Regions from separate parts of the Mus musculus genome. Here region 1 is linked to region 2. A link is a contact called in public Hi-C data. All regions are on one chromosome and are shown on one strand. The core of a region is the stretch at or near the end of the contact, and the rest is flanking DNA. Distances in the headings are between cores, read along the strand shown.

Evidence for each region. A called contact is a pair of places that touch in the nucleus more often than the background predicts.
Region 1: a contact with region 2 is called in a Hi-C map of cortical neurons, with 2.0 times the contacts expected there. The contact joins two enhancer-like sites. A contact is called at or near these places in 3 of 484 Hi-C or Micro-C datasets (cortical neurons and uterus) and 2 of 115 datasets of contacts at active chromatin or transcription factors (embryonic basal ganglia and embryonic stem cells).

What each region holds. Positions count from the first base shown.
Region 1 is chr14:25,133,319-25,137,816 of GRCm38.p6, reverse strand. It overlaps Gm32224 (a long non-coding RNA gene), which reads right to left. Exons shown (of 5, transcript XR_383270.2): 2 at 3,198-3,232; 3 at 2,604-2,759; 4 at 1-2,022. Among named protein-coding and RNA genes, the nearest start is that of Gm32224, 7.5 kb to the right of the region's middle. Within about 2 kb of position 2,291, at least 31 of the 459 cell types and tissues checked have an H3K27ac peak or open chromatin away from gene starts, as enhancers often do. A contact at or near this core is called in cortical neurons, where this site is marked.
Region 2 is chr14:24,643,486-24,648,170 of GRCm38.p6, reverse strand. No RefSeq gene overlaps it. Among named protein-coding and RNA genes, the nearest start is that of Gm31775, 19 kb to the left of the region's middle. Within about 2 kb of position 1,475, at least 14 of the 459 cell types and tissues checked have an H3K27ac peak or open chromatin away from gene starts, as enhancers often do. A contact at or near this core is called in cortical neurons, where this site is marked.

The DNA.
Region 1 (4,498 bases), core at 1,042-3,541, 490 kb before region 2:
GATTCTGCTTGCTTCGATCAACGGTCTTCTTACATGCCTGGGCCGTGAAGGTGAAATGACTCACATTTACAATAATGGCAAGAACATCCGTGCACATGACTCCTCCAAGTCTGAGAGTGAATTAACCCATAACTACTGCAATCAACCCACAGGTGAGGATCGGCATAGACTCGGCTGGTTCTCTAACCCCCACACATGGGGGTGCGGGGCCTGTGCTGGCGCTGGAGCCCGGCGTGATTTACGTGGTAGCCTTCATGAAGCAGGCTCGTGGAGGGAGTCCTCCTCCAGGCAGTGATGGTGCTCATTACCATCTCACCTTCATGCTCAAGCAGGAAGCTCTGATTGCAGCCAGAGAGTGACTGGAGGCTTCCTCCCCTGCTGGAAGGGGGTGGAAGATGTCTGATGGCATTCTCCACAGCATCCCTTCTGATTAATCAGGCTGCTCCAATCTGTGTGGGAGAATAGCTCCAGGAAGGAAATCTGCCTGGAGAGTCATTCTGTGTCTCATGCCTGTGCAGGTGAACTCAAAGCACGGGCAGAAGCCCCTGCTAGGACTCTTAGGACGGGGACATTCTTTGTGTAATAAAAGTGACAGACACACTGGGAATTTTACTTCCCAGGGACTCTCAGGAGTCAGAAAACCCAGGGACCAGCTTTTGTGCTTTGCTTTTGAGAGATGTCTTTCTGAGACAAAAATCTCACTTGCTAACCCAGGCTATTTTCCAACTTGTGAACCTCCTAAGTGTTGGGATGACAGTTCTTTCCCATCACATTTGGCATCAAGGTGATTTTATGGAAAGGTAGGCATCTAAGCTTTGGGCTCTCCTGTGTCTGTGTTGGACACTATTTCTACTGCTTATTAGTTCTTGAAATTGGGTGATCTATGAGGCTATGAGTGCTTTGTGGCCTGTTGTTGTTGCTCACAGAAACTCTGTAGAACATGACTGAGTTCCTTAGTGGGTTTTGTATGAATGGCACCATATTCCCTCATTGGCCAGACCCCAACAACAGTAACAAAGGGCAGTGTGGCCCTGCTGTGATGTGAGTGCGATCCCAGGCTCATGTGTCCGTAGTGTGATTACTCCACACAACCATGGGAGGGTGCCCAGCTTATAAGGTTTATACCCCACCTTGGTGGGTGAGTTTACACCCCCTCTAAAGGGATTTGAGGGCATCAGACAGATCACTAGCTCCCTCTTACTATGTGGTGCCCTGTGCCATATTCTAGTGCAGCAAGCGGGGCCTCACCAGGTGCATTCCTCCATTGTCATGCTTGCTTGCTTCTATGAGCTTAAGAAATAGACCTCTGCTCCTCCTACTTTACCTAGTCTATAGTGTTCTGTCACAGTGGCAGATATGGACTAGAGTGTGTCCTACAGAGACTCTTTTAGAATGTTGCCAATGTTAACATGGGGAATCCTACAGAGATAATCTTCCAGGCAACCAGCAGTGAACTTGCTAGTTTTTTGTTTTGTTTTGTTTTGTTTTGTTTTTTCCGAGATAGGGTTTCTCTGTATAGCCCTGGCTGTCCTGGAACTCACTTTGTAGACCAGGCTGGCCTCAAACTCAGAAATTTGCCTGCCTCTGCCTCTCGAGTGCTGGGATTAAAGGCATGTGCCACTATGCCCGGCTTGAACTTGTTAGTTTTATCAAAAGTTGTGGAATTGCAGAAAGAATCCCATCATCCAGGCCATGCAGAGCCTGAAAGTTCTAGTGTTGTGGCCTTCACAGAGGAGCCAGAACGTGGGGAGGGAAAAGCCACTGGCTACAGGGAAGAGGGCACAGGCATGGCAGGGCTACAGTCCAGTCCGGACCCTAGGCTCCAGGTAAGGCTTTGCCTCTGCCTCTCAGCTTCATGGCAGCTGTGTGGGATCTTCTGTTTCTTGCACTACATTTGTGCTTCCTTCACCGATCTTCATCTCAGTCTTCCCCAGTCTTCCTTCAGTCTTGAGCCATCGTCACCTCTGGTCCTTTGAGGGCTTTTCCTGCCACTCCACCAAACCATTAAGACACCGAGTCTTTCTAGGAAAAAAAAATTAAGATGGATCGAGCACAGATCCAAAGTCAAGGGAGCCAGTGAGGCAGAGGCTCTGTGAAAGGCAAGGTCCCTCCTGGTCTCGGAACATTCACAGCAAACCACCCAGAAGCCTGCCAAGCAACTGAGGAGTTTTTAATCATTGTTTCTCTCTTCTGGGGAGAGGGAAAAAAAAGGAGTCATTTGTAGCCTGGCAACAAAGATCTGTGTGTTCTTCCCTTATGCCAAGCTGTAAACACAGGCTCCCTCAGCTCCGCATAATGATGCTCATATGCCACAACCAGGAAGTCTTGGGACAGCACAGGAGGGCTGCAGACACCAGCAAGGCCAGCAGGCCAGGGTGCATGCTGCAGAACCTGGCAGAGCCATGGGACCCATGGGCTTTTGGTGCAAACCCAAGAACTTGTCAGAGAGCCCCATACTTCACCCAGCCCAAGGCAGTATTTCCTGTTAGGCAGCTATGGGGTTGGGAGCCAGGTGGCCTAAGTGCTGGGGAGAGGACTGCAGGTGTCCTTTGGGCTGGATGAGTCTTTCTTCCTACTGCTCAGGGCGTAATTTTTCTTCTTACCTTTGTCCTACTCTCTGGTGGATGGTGCAGGTAAACACCTTTCCCCCAAGAGGTATCATGGACTTGACTGGTTGCAAGGAAGATTCCTTTGAGGCTAAAGAAGAAGCACGTGGGAAGTAGCCATGGGAGCGAGTGTGCCCCAACTACTCGGCATCCCTATATGGGGGTCAGACAGAGTAGATGTTAAGAATGTGGTCAGGGGTCTGATTTCCTAGATGCAAACCCTCAGTACCAATGGAGTGGGCGTGGCAAGTTAATTCCTATTCCAAACTTGTATGTCCTAGGCCTGGATGTCTTGTCTTTAGTGCTAAAATGATGACAGCCAGTATTAGTATTACTCTTTCTAAAATATGTGACAGCAGGCAAATGACATTCATATTGTAGCTATTACACCCGGTGAATGTGGCTGTGCTTGAGTCATAAATCTTACTCCCCTCAGGTAAGCCAAACAACCCTCAGGTAAGCCAAACAACTTAGCTGAGATACTACACTGCATCCACTTAGTGGAGTTCCTGGCACCATGATACACACACACACACACACACACACACACATATTTGGGGCCGGTGAGAAGATCAGTACCAGAGCACTTACCTGCTACATGTGAGGCCCTGGATCCATTCTCAGATCTGAAAAAAAAAAATTTAAATTAAAAAGTTGTCTCTGAGTTCTTCCTGAATGCAGGGATGGAGGCACGCCTCCCTTGCAAGCTGTTGTGTTCTTGGCAGGATGTATACAGGACCTAAGAGTGTCTCCTCATAAATTACTTGCTCAGCAGAAAAGGAGGGAAGAAAGCAAGCCGGCATAATTAGTCAGGGGTGATACACACAGGAGCAGCCTGAGGACCAGCCCATACCACCAGCTTCTTGTACTGTCCCCAGAGGGATGCAGTTTGTGCATTCGTGTCAGAAAAACTGCAACCTGGGAAATAGAAGAGGGGCCCTCTGTAGAACACCTGTCTGTTCAGGGAATGGCCAGTGAAGGGACAAAAGGAAAGGCTAAAGAAAGCCACAGACTAGAGGGAGATCACAGAGACATGACACCTGAACATAACATATAAAGCCGGGCCAGTTGACTAGACTAGGACTGGGGAAAATGGGCACAACCAGGGAAAATGGGCACAACCAAACTACATGGACAATGGGTAAAACTGGAATATGGTCTGCAGTCTAGACATGTCAGTATATTGTTGTTTTAGCTTTTAATTTAGAGCACTGATCTATGCTTACATTACTAATCTATACTTACATTAGTGAATGTCTCCAGTCTTAGAAAGCATATATCAGCACAGTATACTTGGATTCATGCTCAAATATTTAGGGAAAAGGGAGACTTCAAATTCTCAAATGATTCAAAAATTGCATAGCATATATAATTATGTCCAAATATGTAACATTTTCTGAACTATATTAATTCAAAATACATTATACACATGTGTTGATGTTTTATAGTCACATATACATCATTTTTTCCAAAATACATATGTGTGGGCATGAAATATAAAAACACAGACATATGATGGGAGAGAAAAAGATGAAAGGAATATGTTTCAGCTCTGTTATTATGTCAAGGTAACAAAGCTATCACCGTTCTTCTGGTCTTTTACAGGTTTGCCCACTTGGGGACATTAACTGAAAACCTCACAGAGTGTATTTGTTGACTTAGCATGCAATCCTGACATGCATGCATATTGCTGGATAGAGAAGTAGTTTGCTCATTTTCATGGTTGAGTAAATTCTGTTGCTCCTGTACCTATTCACATGCATATGGGCTGTTTCCTCTTCTTTTTTTTTTTAAACACTGTATCAGAAAACATACATACATGTTTCTGTGTTGGTTCATAGGAATGGAGTTGTTAGCTTATCTAGCATGCAGTGTTTGCAACCCATGTTAGT
Region 2 (4,685 bases), core at 226-2,725:
CTGCACCTAGCCACAGCTGAGCAAGCTCATGAGCACAGTGGACATATCATGTCCTGGAAACAGCTCTTTACAGCCCTCTTCCCCATTTTCCTCACTTGACGTGTTTTCTGACTCCTCTCTCTGATGTTCCCTGAGCTCTGGCTGGTTGATATGGATGTCCGATTTATGGGTAAGCACTCAGTGGTCACATATTCTCAACCAGCACTTGGACCAGCCTCTGCATCAGCAGCTGCCCGCTGCAGGAGAATGCCTCCTTGGCCAAGGATGAGGCAGCACTCGGCTAGGGATCTAAGCTTAAACACACAGAAGGCAGTTGGACAATGTGTCCATCTTTTAGGGTCTCCCCTAGGAGCTTCTTGGCTCATGGGCTTTTGACCAGGTTTACAGTACTAATCAGTGTGTATCAACTTTAAATAATGAGTAATGGCACACATCAAAATTCCCTTTAGCAAGGAGAAACCATGACTTTTGAGGGGGAAGGGAGATTCCAGCTTGATCTGAATTGTGAGAATTTTCCTAACAAGAATGTATTCCAGTAGTCTGTGCATAAGTAAAAATTAAAAAAAAATGTTTTTAAAGGAAAAGATAAAGCCTGGTGGCGTGCCCACCCAAATCCCTAACGTCTGTCTCTGTGAGTCAGAATTCTGGGTGTCTAATTTTCTTCTGTTATCTGTTTTTAAGTTTTCTATAAAGAGTGCACATTGTTTTGTAAAACAATGGAGAAAACCATAAAGGAATTTTTAAGTCAATGTCACCCTTGCCCTAGCCCAAGTCAGAAGCCAGGGTCCCTCCTGACACTTTGGACTTCTTCTCCAGGCTTTTTAGACAGGCCTCAGGGACAAAGGAGCTGACCCCTCAACCCTCCTGAGCACAGGTTCTCTGAATCTCTTCCTGTGTGACCTCATGGCCTCTCAACACCTTCTCTGGGCCTCCCTTACCCTATAGCAATCCTAGAATTGACCATGGCAACCAAGGAGCTAGAAGAGCCATGGGTTTTACTGTGTGGAGCCCCGTACTTACCTTCCAGTCACAGCTCTAATGATCGGCAGGGGGTGGGGGGCAAGCCTGACCAAGAGCCATTGCTGCCACCGGTAGAGCATCACTGTAGGGAGCTTGCTCCAGGAGAAGCCTAAGAGCAGATGCAGAGGTTGCCAAGGATTTAAGTAAAGCCAAGGAACATCATGATACCAAGGTTTGGGGACCTGTATATTGAAGCTTGCTCTTGTGCCGAGGAAGAAGCCTGGCCTGCTAGAGGTGGCATTAACAGTGACAGCATAAGAAAAGGATTCGCCAGCCCCCACCCCACTCCCACACAACACACACAGTAATGGTAACAAGGAATGAGCATCTTTCAGGGGTGCTCTCTCTATACAAAATCCTGGTGCCGTGGCTTCACACAAGCCTTCCAAGTCCGTGCACCCACCTACATCACGCTGGAACATAGACATAGTCACCCATGAACTTGGCAAGAGCCCTCTCTCAATACACACGCACACACTCCTACTCACTCCAGCCCCACAGAGTCCCACACAGATCAGGCACCCACAACTCATTTGTCCTTAGCGCACACATCACACACACAAACATTGCACCTTGTTTAATGATGCGGGGGAAAGAAGAGTCATGATTTTTATTTAAAACAAAACAAAACAAAATCCTCAAATGCCAGTAGATTCTAGTGTGGCTTTGGTCTTTTTATTTTTCCCTCAGTGTTAAAAGCAAAAGTCACCCAACAGTGCCACCTGCTGAAGGCTGGCTTTTCCTGATCCCCCTCCTCTTCTGCCCTTCTATCCTAAGTGGACTGAGACTCTCCCTTAATTTCCCCCAAAGGACCCAAAACCTAGGATCTGAATGAAGAAGGTGAGGAGATAGCAAAGAAAAGGTGGGGAAATCAGTTTCCAGACCCAGACAGTAAATAGCTGGGGTTGAGATCTGGTGTGAAGAGAGACTGAAAAGAGGAGAAAGACTAAGAGAGACACCCACATGCACAGAGACAAATACCATAGAAGCCAGCAGGAAGAGGGTCTGAGGAGAGCCAGGACTACTGCCTGCTGCCTGCTCTTGCTGCCTGCAGTCTGCTGCCTGGAGAAGATGCAGAGACCAAGGTGGAATTCAGGGGTGTAGTAGACATGCAGAGGCCCCTTCCCACTGTTCCACAAACCAATATATGGTGCAAGCCTGGCCAGCCCTGTCTATCCTCCCTTCTTGAGCTACTCTGTACAGAGACCTGGGGCCATCGTGCCAGCCTGGGCCTGGAATCTCCTATTTCAGCCCTCCAAACTGATTGTTTTTAAGCTCCTGTCCCTTCAGATTCTCTCTCTCTCTCTCTCTCTCTCTCTCTCTCTCTCTCTCTCTCTCTCTCTTTCTCTCTCTCTCTCTGTCTCTCTCTGTCTCTGTCTCTCTCTCTCTTTCTCTCTAGTCTAGGGAAGGGGCAGGTGGGGGGGGGGCGGAGATGATGAAGTCCTGAATGAATGTGTACTGTTGTCATGAGCACAGTCATGTCAAAGATGCCAATATATTCAAGATGACCTCAGCCTCAGAGTAGAACAGAGACACCCCCACCCCTACTACCCAGCCTGTTTGTGTTGAATACCATAAATGTGATGAGCTTCAGGGCTGCTGGTGTGTCTCCATCAGAGTGCATAGCCCACCTAATCCCAGCTTTAGGTGACCTATATGTGCCATATCTCCATTCCCTGTCAGGTCATTCCCTGCCGCAGTCAGGTCAAGTCCAAAGCCATGCAGGTCTTAGCAGGTATGCAAATGCCTACCAACTAGATCAGACGCTCTCCTCAACGGGAGAAGATCCCCTTTGAACATCTGGTCAACTTCTCAGGCACAGATTTATTGCCAAAGAGGAAATCTGTCCAAGACCATACAGCCAACTAGGCAGTAATTTTGGAAACTACCTGAAGGCAGCCATGCTTGTCCCCTAGGGGAGGGTCCTCATCCTTCTGTGTCACTGGACGGGGGCTGTCGTATGCTGCACACACTCATGAGCATGTGTGTGCCGGGGACTAGAAGTCAGTTTTGTATAACTTCCTTTCACAATTCAGAAGCTTGCTGCTTCAGCTAAACTGACTGAGCAGAGTCCCCAGGACCTTCTGTCTCAGCTCCTAGTCCTGAGATTACAGGCACATGCTACGCGCCCATCTTGTTCCATATGTGCTGGGGATTTGAACTTGGGTCCTCATGCTTATGCAGCAAGCACTTTAGTCACTGAGCTATCTCCCCACCATGGCCTCTTGCTTCTTGATGCAAGTCCTAAGTAGAGAGAGATCTGAGTGTAAAACTGCCTTTCTCCTGTGCCCCGTGTTTGCTTTCTACTCGCAGGAGTCCAGTGAGCCTCAGTCCACAACTGCTGGGTACATCTTCAAGGTAGGCAGGGCCAAAGGTAACCACTGAGTCCCCTGAGAGGGGTCCAGGATAATACACCACCAACACTGGGTCAAACCAGCTCTGACTCACAGAGGGAGGCTGATCCAGAAGACGGCAGATCAAGGAAAGCACAACCCCCTGTATACTCAGCCTTAGTTCTGGGGAATCCTTTCAGCCAGAGACTGCTCAGATCTGGGCAGAGGCATAAGCATCCTGACTGTCACCGGGACACACTCAGCCAGCGAGGCCTCCAAGCTTCTGCAACTCCTTGGGCTTCATCCCTCCCTTCTGGAGTTTACAACCTGGGACTTTTTTCTCTCCCAGAGAAGTCTTGATGCACTTTTCTTTCTCACACAGAACCTAATGTCTGGTACATCTAGTCAGAGCTCTAAAGACCGGCCAGCTTACCTCCCTGAGGCACCGAGTGCCTGAGTACACAAAGCCCACAGCAGGTGCTGGCTTGCATCTCATTTGCATATGGTTTGCATATGCTTTCTGACTTCTCACAATACCCAGGGACCGTCCTCTAATCTACAACTCAGAACTTCCTGGCATTTACAGTCCCTGCCAACTGGCACCAGGCACCTCAGTGCTATGGCCTTTTGTTTTCTTAGCTTAGAAAGGGTTTTCAGCAGTACATTAGCTAGCCCAACTCAAAACTTTTCAAAAGAGACCTTCTGGTGTCATGGATCACCTTGCTTAAAATTCCCTGATGACTAGAGTTTGCAAGTTGGTTGCCGAGCGACCCTTTACTCTCCTTCTCTACCTGCAAAACTCCTATGTAGTCCTCAAGGCCCCACTAGAACAAGGACTCCTGTAAAGTCTCTCTCTGTTAACTTCCCACCCCAGTGCTCTGAGCACCATCATCGCCTCTCGGACATATCAGTGGGTAAAGTGCAAACACAAGGACCTGGGTTCAAGTCCCCAAAACCCACTTAAAATGCTGGGTGCAGTAGAACACACCTGTAATCACTGTACTGGGAGGAGACATGATTCCAGGAGCTTCATGGCCACCCTGGCTAGGCTCTAGGTTCAGCAAGGGACTCAGTTGAAACATTAAGGTGTAGAACGATTGAGGACACCCGACTTTAACCTCCAAGTGCACTGCACACAAGAAGGTATCACACAACCCTCACCCCCCCACACACACACACACACCACACACAAAGAGTATGAAGGCAGAGTTATCAAACCATGAATGACATTGTCTTGCCCCTATCTTTCCTTTTAGTGAGTTCACTGAGGAACCATGGGTTGGCCCCATCTTGTCAGAGGATGGAGAGATAGCTGCTTAAGCAATGTTTGAT